Linked DNA regions of Canis lupus: region 1 is linked to region 2. A link is a contact called in public Hi-C data. All regions are on one chromosome and are shown on one strand. The core of a region is the stretch at or near the end of the contact, and the rest is flanking DNA. Distances in the headings are between cores, read along the strand shown.

Region 1 (6,075 bases), core at 838-3,337, 63 kb before region 2:
AATTATCAAATTTAAGGGAAGCAGAGTTCATCTGATCTATTGTTTGACACTTTGGCTATAGATTGGAATTACCTGGAGGACTTAAAATTTATATGATTGCTGGGTTTCACAGTGGACCAGCTCAAATCAGTATCTCAGGGGCACATGGCTGGCCCAGTCGGTGGAGCACCAGACTCTTGATATTGGGATATTGACTTCAAGCCCCATGTTGGGTGTACAGATTAATTAAAAACAAAATAAGATCAGTGTTCCTGGGTGCATACCTAGGCATCAGTATTTTTAAAAGCTCCCCAAGGGAGCACTGAGAACTGATTTAATCCAACTTTTTTACTGGATAGATGAGGAATCTAATGCCACTAAAAGTTACTTATCCAAGGTCACACTATTCATTAGCAGCAAAACTCAGTGTTCCTGACTCTTAGGCCAGTGTTCTTCCCACACACCACAATCCTTTTATGGATAATTACTGATTAGTTCCTTGCAACCAAGCCCTGGTCCAGTGCTATTATTTAGGGTAGCTCACACACACACACCACCTGTCTGGACCTCAATAAAACAGACCTTTGAGCTTCCAGTTGGGTGCACTCATGGCTGAAATCCAAGACTCTCTTTTCTTGCTCCCTTCCAATTTTGTTCTCTACCACCTGCTCTGTTCCCAAGTCCCTCTGACTCCTGAGGGATTCGGACTCAGCCCAGATTCCTCGCTCCTGTTTACATATTTGGCCTCAATTGTGTAGACCCCAGCACCGCCTCATTTCAGCTCCTGGCAGCCCCTTAGGGCATGTGGGGTGGGCACCCCAGATTCCTGGCCTGGGTGGGGAAGCCCAGCCGGGCAGCAGCGGGCCTCACCAACACTCCTACCAGGAAGGGCTAAGATGAAGCTCCCTTCACTGCAGGGCTGATTCTTAAAACAAGCTAAACCGGGATCCCTGGGTGGCGCAGCGGTTTGGCGCCTGCCTTTGGCCCAGGGCGCGATCCTGGAGACCCGGGATTGATATCCCACGTTGGGCTCCTGGTGCATGGAGCCTGCCTCTCCCTCTGCCTGTGACTCTCTTTCTCTCTCTGTGTGACTATCATAAATAAATTTTTTAAAAAAAGGAACAAGCTAAACCCACCGCAGCCTGTGGTGTAAACTCTCCTCCCTGGCTGCCTGACCACTCGCTTTCTAGCACTAAACCAGCAGCGGCTGCTGAAGATGAGTCCGGAGTGAAATAAAATGCTCGTCAAAGGTCAGGGTGGAAACCAAACCTCAGGCCTGGCCACTCTGCCCAGGAACGGCTGCACGGTTTCCCGGGCCAGGAAGAAGTACTGGAGAGTTAAGGTGGTAAATTGACCACAGCGAAGGAAGACGCCGTCCTTCCAATAGGATGCAGTCAAGTCAGGGAAGAGGCACAAGCAGAGGATGACATGAAAAGTGTTGAAATCCATTTCTAGGCCCAAATGGAGCCGCTCCCAGCGGGGGGCCACAGCAGACAGGACCCCAGATGGCTTTGGGGCCTACAGTGCTCTGCTCCGGATGCCCCCCACCCCGTCAGCTGGTCCCCACACGCCGAGCACCTGCGGCCTCTCCACCCGGACACCACGGCACTGCGGCCCGGCCGGTGTTTCCCCTGCGTCTCCTCCTTGGTCTTTGGTCTTTGGTCATCGGGAAAAGCTTGCTGCCTGCCGCCCCACTTTGCAGGAGACTGTCCCCTTCGTGAGCAGTGACATAGTGTGTCCCACAAAGTGTCTTCCTCAATCCTCTTTGTAAGAGAAGAGCAGCAGCAGCCCCTCCTCCCCGGGGCCCTCCCTGGGGCTGCCCCCCACCGCAGCCCTGCGCACCCCGGGGCCCTCCTCCCCGCCTGGCGGCCTCCTGGGGTGGGCCCTCCTGGGGTGGGGCCCCTGCCATCCAGCGTGTCCTCCCGGCCCCGGTGGCGGCTCCACCTGGACGGCGGTGAAACAAGTGCGCCCACGGCCGCCCCACGGGCCCGGGAGCCTGGGGAAAGCAGCCGGACACGTGCGCGTCTCGCAAGCACCGGCAGGTGTGGGGAACGTGCCGTGCGCGCTGTTTGGAGACGGTTCCTGGGTGCCAGCCTCCTCCCACACTGGCCGCCGGCGGGTGCTGGGCGCGGGTGCACCTGCTCCGCGCCCCGCCGCCGTCGACCCCGTGCCGCCCAGGGGAGGATGCGTGCGGCCTTTAGGAATTCCAGCAGCCCGTTGCCTCCTGGCGCTTGGGTTTTTGGGTGTAGGCAGCCTGTTTTTAGTTCCGTTTATTTTTATGACTTTAAAATGTAAGGAACAAACACCGCGGAAAACCCATGTCCCCTTACCCGCAGTGCGCCCTGCCGTCCACCAGGGGGCCCCCAAGTCCCGTCCACACCTGCCGGCGTCGCCGAGTCCTTTCCCTGGGGCCCCGGCCCTGCTAACGCCGAGCTGGAGAAATGCAAAGCATTCCCGGGAGCCACGGAAGTAATCTGACACGTTATTTAGATGCTATGACTTTCTAATCTCTGAGGGTGACGAGAAATGCTTCTATAGGGAGGACGTCACACAAGCGAGCAGTGCAAAGGAAGGAAACGGTTGAGACTCTGCATTAAAAGTGCGGTTCCTCCCAGGCTGTTTGAATTTAGTAAATTGGAAAGCCAAAGAATTACCGTGAGAGTGAAATGTTAGCCGTCGAAGGATAGGAGATTATTTAGGAGGGCAGTGAGACTTTCAAAGTCATATACTATGAAATTCTCGGCCTTCTGATTCCTATGAACACTGACGCCCCTCCTGAATCCCTCCCACAAAACATCCCACTGGTGGTAAGAAGAGTATTGGAAGTTCTAGAAATGCTGGCTAGACGCACAGGGAGATAGGCAGCTGCAGGAATGACTGAGGCGAGACCCAAGGAGGGGCCCAAAGAAGAGTGTGATGAATAACTGGGGAGAGACAGAGGTGCTGAACCTGCAGAAGGCAGGGTGTGTGTTCTCTCCACTCCCATTTCTCCATTTCTGTATAAATGGACAGTCTGGTTATGGGTATCTTATGAAGCCGCGTGGCACATGATTCTGACCCTGATTCCACCATCATCTAGCTGTGTGCCACCGGACCATGACACCACCTCCCTCGGATTCACTTTCCTTGCTAGTAAAATGATGTTGGTGTCAAGGGGTTTGCTGTCACATAGCAAAATTTTCCACAGCAAAAAGGCAGTTGTTCCCCTAAGACATCTTTTTTCCTAATCAAAACCCCTTGCTCTTTCATCATTTGTCATAAGGCCTACTTTCCAGATCCTGGGTCTCTTGACTCCCCTAGATGAGCATATTTAGCTTTCTTAAAACACGTTGCTCTGGGGATCCCTGGGTGGTGCAGCGGTTTGGTGCCTGCCTTTGGCCCAGGGTGCAATCCTGGAGTCCCGGATCGAGTCCCACGTCGGGCTCCCGGCATGGAGCCTGCTTCTCCCTCCTCCTGTGTCTCTGCCTCTCTCTCTCTCTCTCTGTGTGTCTATCATAAATAAAAATAAATAAATAAATCTTAAAAAAAAAAAAAAACCCACATTGCTCTAAACAAGATGGTTCCAGGTGCCTCTGGCAAGGTAGAGCTGCTGCCCTGGACACCATTCTTATGGGAACCACGATGCTGTCAGTATTATATAATTTCAATAAAGGCAATGCATTAATAATAACCTCAATATATTTAATTTTTCTAAATGTTTAAAAAAATTTTGTAGAAATTGACATATTTTGTCCCAATTCACACAAATGTCATTATAATCTATTGTACTTTGTCTGTAGGGTCAGCATCCCAGCGTTTTGAGGTTGTTCTGAGTCTTGCTTCTGTCACAACAGTGGATGACAAGGTTGTATAGTTTACTATTGCAAGGGAACCTCGGCAACCAAGTTGATCCTCTTATTTTTGTGTTATTTGCAAATCTGACAGGATGTCTTCCATGCCTTTAAGAAAGTACTTGGGAGGAGCGCCTGGGTTGCTAAGCAGGCTAAGCATCTGCCTTTGGCTCAGGTCATGGTCCTGGAGTCCTGGAGTCCTGGGATCAAGGCCCAGACTCCCTGCTTAGCGAGGAGTCTGCTTCTCCCTCTCCCTCTGTGTGTGTTCTCTCTCCCTCTCTCAAATAAATAAAATCTTAAAAAAAAAAAAAAAAAGAAGAAAGAAAGAGAAAGAATGAAAGAAAGAAAGAAAGAAAGAAAGAAAGAAAGAAAGAAAGAAAGAAAGAAAGAAAAGAAAGAAAGAAAGAAAGAAAGAAAAAGAAAGAAAATATTTGGGAGATGTTAAGTGTGTCAGAGCCATGCTGCCACAGGAGAAAATGTCACTAGAGACCTTCTTTTCGGTTGACTCTACTTGCTAATCAACTCCCTATCTATGGTTGCTCAACCAGCTCTGAATCTACTTAATTGTACTATGGAACCATCTACAATTCTTCCATTTGTCTTCATGCAGATCATGAAATAATTTCTAAAAGTTTCTTTTTTTTCTCTAAGTTGATATTAACACATTCTCCTTTTTAATGGTATCAAGTTTTATGTTACAAATAGTAACAGTTCTGCTGAGGATAAACTTTCTATAAGGTAGATAAAAACTATGCAATATTGTGTGTATGTGTCTAGGTGTGTGTAGAGCAAGATCTTTTTTTTTAATTATTTAAAGATTTTATTTATTTATTCATGAGAGACACAGAGAGAGAGAGAGAGGCAGAGACACAGGCAGAGAGAGAAGCAGGCTCCATGCAGGGAGCCCGACACGAGACTCGATCCTGGGTCTCCAGGATTATGTCCTGGGCTGAAGGCAGGCGCCAAACCACTGAGCAACCCAGGGATCCCCAAGATCTTGATGGTGGTTAGATTAGGAAGGTGGACCATAAGTGTTCTTAAAGTTTACAGTGAGGAGGGTTCCCTGGTGGCTCAGCGGTTAAGCGTCTGCCTTCAGCTCAGGGCGAGATCCCAGTCCAGGGATTGAGTCCCACATCTGGCTCCCTGCGAGGACCCTGCTTCTCCCTCTGCTTATGTCTCTGCCTATCTCTGTGTGTCTCTCATGAATAAATAAGTAAATAAAATCTTTTACAAAAATTTACGGTGAGGATTATACTACTTTTACAATTAAAAAGAATACTGATTGGAGGCACCTGGCTGGCTCGGTTGATAGAGTGTGCAACTCTTGATTTTGGGGTTGTAAAGGTTGAGCCACACATTGGATGCAGAGATTACTTAAAGAACTAAAATATATAAAAATAAATAACAAAAAATATTTATTGTAAAAATATATATATTTATTGTAACTTTTCAAATCTTCAGTTGAAAGCACATCTGCTTTCTCTCACCTTTCACTGTGTTTTTGTGACTATCATGAGTACATGTCGTATGGAAGTGGTCTGAAGAGCATTCCAGAGCCTCAGGGTAAGCGAGCTCACTCTTTACATAGAGCACATTTGGTCAGTGATAGATGAGCAGAGGTTCTGCTTGGGATGCTAGAATACACACTTCTCCTCCATCGATAGTGGAGACCTCTGATTATTTGTTTTGATAGACCCAACCCATAGCCCAGCTCATGTTTATTGTTGGTCAGAGAACAGATGAGGGAACATGCACACAATGGTTCAAAACAGGATGCTTTTTTGAAGTAAGGATTTGTGTTTTGTTCTTTGTATGTTGTATTTCTACATTTTCCAAGAAAGGAGCTGGGTTCCTTATGTCTATAGGGACCCAAAGCAGAAGCTTCTTAAAGACAATTTCTCTTCCTGTTTATTTGAGGTCTGCTATCACCAAGAGTCTAATCTCACTGAAGTGATTATTTGAGGTTTCTAGAGTGGTATGGAGACAAGATGAGTGTCTTTTTCAGGGAAGGGAAGCTGTAAGGAGAGATAGGTGAGAACTTCGTAAAACTGCTGAAGGGGCCAGAGGTGGGCTGGTGCCTCCGGAAGGCAGGACCGCACTGCAGTGGTAGCACCCAGTGGGGGTGGCCATCCTCAGGAGGCAGTGGCATGTGGAGGCTCAGAAAGGGGGCATCTGTCACCTCCTCAATCCTGGGCATTCTACCAAGCAAAGGCTAGCACAGCTGCCACTTGCAAAGGACCATGTGGGCTGGCCACGGACCCATCTG
Region 2 (6,940 bases), core at 569-3,068:
AAGTCCTGCCCTTTCTTGTCAAAATACTGATTCAACTACCTGTTTCTACAACAGTGAGGTATTTAGCTAGGGAAGCTTCTCCAAGCAAATTGAAATAACTAGTAATTGTATTAAGATCTTAACAAGCCATAATCCTTTTTAAAATCAGCTTTGAGTTCAATTATTCTGGAGATTTGTGTAAGTGCAAAGTTTTTAGGGCAAACAAATAGTTTCAAAAGAATTCAAATTTAGTCCTTAAATAATAGCATTTTAATCACTAAATTTTAGATAGTTTAATGTGTATGTCTGTATTCTTCCAAGAATGCATCAAAAGGAGGTTACTTGGCCTTCATGCCTTCATTTGACATAATTCATTTCATTCATACCCCTCTGTATCCCTTACAGAAGCCAAATTTGACATCTGAAGTACTATTCTACAAATTTCCCAGAGGGATTAGAAATCCCTCTGAAAGAAAGAAAATTAAAGGGACTGAAAATCAGCAAAAATGAACAAAAGGATAGCTGTTGTATCACTAAATAGTCATTTGACAAATGGACTTGGAAACACTGAAACTCTGAGATTCCAGCAGGGAAGAACAATTTTAAATGTAAAATAGCACTCTTAAAAAAATAAATAATAAATAAATAAATAAATAAATAAATAAATAAATAAATAAATAAAATAGCACTCTTGTTACCATAATCAATAAGGGTAGCAATATTTCTACATAAAACAGACAATAAACAATTCTCTCCATTACCCCATTATCCATGCCCCCCACCCGAGACAGCATAGGTAAAGCCTCCATCAGTCTTGAAGAGCAAACCCTGCAAAGCCAAAAGCACGTGGAAATGTGGTTTTCTTCAGCAGAATAGCAGCTAGCTGTTTCCAAGTCTTAACTTTTAAAATGAGTGATCTTACTCTTAGGATCCATTCCAGCACAGTAATATGACATGCTTCCCAAAACAATGATGATTACCTTCAAAATGGAAGGGTTCATGGAGTAAGTAATAGTATCAGCTAACAAATAAATCACAGCTTTAAAAAGATATATTCAATACAAATACAAGTAAGTCAGCTAAATATATCCAGAGAAAGTATGGATAGAAAACTGCATCATTATTATCACCACCAGTTTTTTAGTGGGACAATAAAATATGGTTTACAGTGTTTCATCGTCCTCTCCACCCCACCCCCTAAATCTCATGTTACATGTTAAACTTCCCCAGTAAGAAATAGATTAATTAGCAGTTATAACCGTAGTAATCCCTCTGCAGACCCTCTACATATTCAGACATAGGGCATTTCACCTGTGCTCAGTCGAGCACAACTAGAAAAGTAAACACATGTAGCCATAAAAGAGAATATGAGAAAAAACAGAAATAAGACCTACCTTTCAAGCAAGGAATGAATATACAGGAGCAGAGGCACAGACCAAAGTGAAGGAATCCCTGGCCCTTGCTGGTCAGCATGATTAAAACACACTTTGATTCCTTTTATAGTCAAAGGATTGTGGAAAACAAAGACCTTTCAGACAGCCACATGCATCAGACCTTTAAATCATTAGAGTCCCACTGCAGTCCATGTGTGTCTTCTGTGAAATAAAAACATTCACAAACCTAACACGGATGTTCCCAATATCATAAAGTGGGGCTCACACAAGGGCAAATAAAAAGGATTCAATCTGATGTCAGATGAGTCATCACTTTGCTGTCACCCTAGATCTCTTTTTGTGTAAGAACAGTGAAGGAAAGCGCCGAGGAAACGGTAGGCAGGCAGAATGGAAAACATTGCCTGGCTTAGATCTTTCTGTAGCACAGTTTGGGCAGTAATTCTTGGGGGAGAAACACTCGTTTACTGAGCCCCAAGTACAGGCACAGCATGTGCTAGGGTCCCAGGCAGTGTATTCTGATTCACCGAATTCTCTGGTTAATCAAGGCCATCCTTGTTACTAAAAAACTTACTAAAATAGGAGTTTCCTGTCTTAATAAGCATGGCTTAGAACAGGATTCATCTGATTTTGACTCCAGGGCTTTTAGTGTTTTGTCTTTCTGAGTTCAGGAATCACCATCCAGGACTAGAGATTAGGTATCTGAGAACCAGAGGGGATGAGTATGGAACACAGAATGCCACCTGGACAGCCCTATGTTTATTTCAACATCCTTGTCATCAACTGGTTTTCTTATAGGTTTCTTCTTGTCTCTATAAGTTTAGTGTCGATGGGATTCTGATGAACTGGGCCTTCTGGTCAGATTTTGTTATTGGTTAAAGAGGAGATAGGCCTACAACAAAAGGAAAAAGTGACCTCAGAATGAGAGAAAATATTTGCAACCACATGTCTGATAAGGGATTAATACTCAAAATATATAAGGAACTCCTAAAACTCAATATAAAAAAAATCCAATTAAAAAATGGGCAACGGGGGCACCTGGGTGGCTCAGAGGTTGAACATCTGCCTTAGGCCCAGCATGTGATCCCAGGGTCCTGGGATTGAGTCCCACATCAGGCTCCCTGGAAGGAGAAGCCTGCTTCTCCCTCTGCCTATGTCTCTGCCTCTCTCACTGTGTCTCTCATGAATAAATAAATAAAATATATATTTCTTCAGTTTAAAAAAGGAACTACCAGGAGCAGAGACCCACGATTTACTTGGCTCACACCTTCACAGCTACCAGAGTTGCCCCCGCCCTCAAAAGGAAGAGTAAGCGGAGCCAGTGAGAACTCTCTTCCTGATACGTGTGCCGAATAAAGTCCTAGGCAGGCCTGAGGGTCACGTGGTGACACGTGAGATAAAACCAGCAATGTGTATCGTGGGAAACTCTTTGAGGCAAAGGGCAACATGAATTGCTGGGTGGCCAACATCACACTCACATATAGAGAAGGCCAAGTGGCACAGCTGGGGCAGGTATACATCCATGGCGGCAAGATCTGCTTTCTCATTTTGTCTGACACGCTGAAAAATGTGCCCATGTTAAAGAGCATAAAAAATAAAAACCAAGGCTCAGAAGCTGGCCGGGGAAAAGCTGCTATTCTGAAGCCCCAGTTGGCTGCAAGACATGGAATGGGGTATGGAAACATCTTATAGAAGATAAATTTATCTGTCGAACAGAATTTTGTTATCTTTTCTTTTAGGTTATCTGGGTTTGGGAAGGTGTGCATGTATGTACATGTTCTAGGTTTTCATTTGACATCTTTCTCTTTAGATCAGAGTAAACTAAAATATGGTGGTGGTGGTTGGTCTATTTTCTTGGAAAAAAATAAAGAAAGAATTACCATATTATCTAGCAATTCTACTTCTAGAAATAAATTCAAAGGAAATGAAATCAGTATCTCAGGGAGATATCTGGTTTCTCTGTGATGGCAGCATTGTTCACAATAATCACAGTACGGAAACAACCTAAGTGTCTGTCGATGGGTGAATGGACAAAGATATGATGTGTGTATGTGCATATTGTGTGGAATATTATTCAACCATGAGAAATCCTGCCACCTGGACAACATGGATGAACCTGAAGGACAGTGTGCTCAGTGAAATAAGCCAGACAGAGAAAGACAAATACTGTACAATCTCGTGAATGTATGAAATCTAAAAAAGTCAAACTCATAGAAGCAGAGAGTAGGAGAGTGGATCCAGACTTTCAGTTATAAAATTAATCAGTTCTGGTGACTGATTAATCACACTACAGTGACTATAGTTAATATATACTTTAAATGTGCTAAGAGAAGGGCACTTGGCTGGCTCAGTTGGTAGAGCACGTGACTCTTGAGCTCAGGGTCACGAGTTCCAGCCCCATAGTGGGCATAAAGTTTACTTAAAATTTTTTTTAATTAAAATTAAAAAAATTTTTTCTAGGTAAATAGATCTGAAGTGCTCTCACCAACACACATACACAAATGATTACCAAGTGAGGCGATGGATATGTTGATTAGCTTGACTGTAGAGTCATTTCACAATGCACATGCATATCAAATCATCACACTGTAGACCTCAAATATATATAATTTTTATTTGTCAATTAGGCCTCCAGAAAGCTGGGGAAAAGAAGAAGAATGAGACTGGAAGATGATCCCTTGGGTCCTTCCCACCCAAACATTCTGTGACGTTATCCCAAAGACAGTACACTTTGCAATTGTGCAGAGTTCAGACCAATGACTTTCCTCAAAATTCTATTAACCACATATCTCTTGAGGGAATGAAAAAGGAAGCAACATATAGAACCAAACTTAGACCAGACAAGTGCTGGCTGCCTGCCTGCTTTAGATATGTCATCTGAAGATGTTACTGAAGTGCTCCCCTTAGCAGATGGGCTTTTGTCCTTTGCTGGAATGTCCTGTGGAGTCTGGAGAGAATCTAAGGTGATAAAGAGAAAAGCCTGGACAACACTTAACCATGATGGATAAAATGCCAGGTCATATCCTGAAATGAGGCAATGCCTCACTCATTTTTGGAGTGAAACACAAATCAAGTTGGCTGTTTTCCAAAGCACCAACACCCTCAACTCTATTTCTCGGGCTTTAAATGATTTGTTCTTCACACTTTCTACCAGACGGACGCTGCAGTCTGTCAAGAAAACTGTTGTTCCAGGGTGCCTGGGTGGCTCAGTGGTTAAGCGTCTGCCTTCAGCTCAGGTTGTGATCCCGGGTCCTGGAATCGAGTCCCACACCAGGTTCCCTGCTCAGTGGGGAGCCTGTTACTCCTTCTCCCTCTGCTGCTCCTCATGCTCACTCTCTCTCTCTCTCAAATGAATAAATCAACCTTTAAAAAAGAAAAAGAAAACTGTTGTTTCACATCTTTTGTTTTATCCATCAATCCTCTATAGCCATCACCTGTCACCTTAATGAACCACTCTAGAGCAATCTCCTGGAATGAGTCCCAATCAGCTCTGCTTTCTTCCAGGAACACACCGCCTGTCCCCAGGAGTCAAGGTGCAGAATGGGAGGATAGGGGATGTAACAAGCGGAGGTCACAGAAGAGCCTCACCGGAGACCAAGAATGCAGAGGGAAGAATATGGACTTTGGAGTCAAACAGACCTGTATTTAGATTCTGGTACTGATACTTGGAGGATGTTGGACAAGTTACTTAACCTCCTCCAGCTCTGTCACCAGAAAAATGTGATTAAATTCAGTGTTAGAGATGATTTCACCTCTCCCTACCCAATTTTTCTTGTCATTTTTACTCACTGTCTCTCTTTTCTTTTAAAGTTTATTTTGTTATTTTAGTACTCTCTTCCCCCAACGTGGTGCTTGAACCCATGACCCCAACATCAAGAGTCACACACTTTTCCAACTGAGCCAGCCAGGTGCTCCTCTCACTCTCTTACCACTGCAGACAGCCAACAAAATTGGATAGCTCCTGGGCCTGAATTTACAGGAAAAATGTGCTGTATTTTAAATGCTTATGTAGAATATACATTCTCCCACTCAAAGAAAACGTTTACACTCTCCTCTCATCATCAGAAAAATGCTTGAGTTTTGTAATTCAATTCTGGGTTTACATCCTGTTTCAATCCCTTTCTGAAAATTGCAGGGAGAGAAGTTAAAACCAAATACACAGAAGAAAAGAAGTATCACTTAAAAAAAATTTTTTTAATTTAATTCAAGAAACGAAAGAATGAAAGACATCTTGTCTTTTCCTGGTGTTGCTGGTTACCACTTCGTGTTCATATTCCAGTCATTAGTTCAGCTGTGCTCTCAAACCAACCAGAAGCAACATGGTTTATGGAGGTGGAAAGGCTGAAGGGAAGGTGAGATTCATCAACCTGGGAAGAGTCTATCTTGCCCTCCCCCCCCCCACCTCCTGGGCCCCCTCATTCCTCTTAGCCCATCCCAAAAGGAAAAAGGAAGACGTAATGCAGCTTAACGTTTCCAAAGCTATAATCTGATAAAAACTGAGGATCCTACAGCTCCATACCCTTATGTGTATCAAATAAAAAGTGACATCTAATTCCTGGGGATTCTTAACCCTGGGGGGAGGTATCTGTGGCTGGTCTCATAGTTTTCCCAATTTCTGCTCCCAGTCACCCCACCTCATCCCTTTTAAAAATAATATTCTAGAGAATGAATGTGTCAGGAAACTGATAAGCTTCAGAGGCTCATTGTTGGGTTCCTTTTGGGTTATTGTAGACACTAAGTTCAATTTGGAGGTTTTCTCTTATTTATTTATTTATTTATTTATTTATTTATTTATTTATTTATTTTTTATTTATGATAGTCACACAGAGAGAGAGAGAGAGGCAGAGACACAGGCAGAGGGAGAAGCAGGCTCCATGCACCGGGAGCCCGACGTGGGATTCGATCCCGGGTCTCCAGAATCACGCCCTGGGCCAAAGGCAGGCGCCAAACCGCTGCGCCACCCAGGGATCCCAATTTGGAGGTTTTCTGAGGGAAAAAAAAGTGATACTACTAATATGAAACTTTTAATTATTAGTATTATTTTAAGCGTTTCCCCCCTCCAGTTGCTTAGTGAAAGCCATTGCCTCACTCGTTCTAAAAATAAAGGTGACTGATAGTTGTGTGCTTTGTTGAAGTCTGAGGGCTTTTTGGCATAGAAACTGCACGAATGAACATTTGTGAATGACCTTTCTCCAACTGTCAGTTCCCTTTAAACTCAAAACGAGAAGACTCTTTAGTTGTCCCTAAAGAAATGTAAAGGAAATAAACCCTTTAAACATGTATTATTTATAAATCCACTGCAGCAAAGCATCATCAATAATTTAATGATCCCATATGCCTGTTTTTTTTTTTTAACTACTGTCATTAAAACTGTCACATGTTCCATATCCCTAGTCAGTAGTATTTCACATCCACTCCACTTGACATTTCCTATGAGGCAGGAAAAATAAAACAGCAGTAGGGTAAGTATTCAAATTAAATGCTAATTTTGGACCAGGAAGAAACATTTAACAAAGAGCTTATAAAAGAGGCTCAAATTAACCCTACAATGCTCACCTTTTGACCATCTA

Evidence for each region. Hi-C and Micro-C count contacts between places; a contact is called where the count stands out from the background.
Region 1: a contact with region 2 is called in a Hi-C map of skin fibroblasts, with 1.7 times the contacts expected there. The contact joins the enhancer-like site here to the promoter of CHRNA6 in region 2. A contact is called at or near these places in 3 of 9 Hi-C or Micro-C datasets (amygdala, blood and skin fibroblasts).

What each region holds. Positions count from the first base shown.
Region 1 is chr16:23,785,818-23,791,892 of UU_Cfam_GSD_1.0, reverse strand. No RefSeq gene overlaps it. Among named protein-coding and RNA genes, the nearest start is that of CHRNB3, 12 kb to the right of the region's middle. Within about 2 kb of position 2,087, at least 7 of the 20 cell types and tissues checked have an H3K27ac peak or open chromatin away from gene starts, as enhancers often do.
Region 2 is chr16:23,721,254-23,728,193 of UU_Cfam_GSD_1.0, reverse strand. CHRNA6 (neuronal acetylcholine receptor subunit alpha-6) reads right to left here and starts at 1,818. Exons shown (of 5, transcript XM_038559229.1): 1 at 1,374-1,818.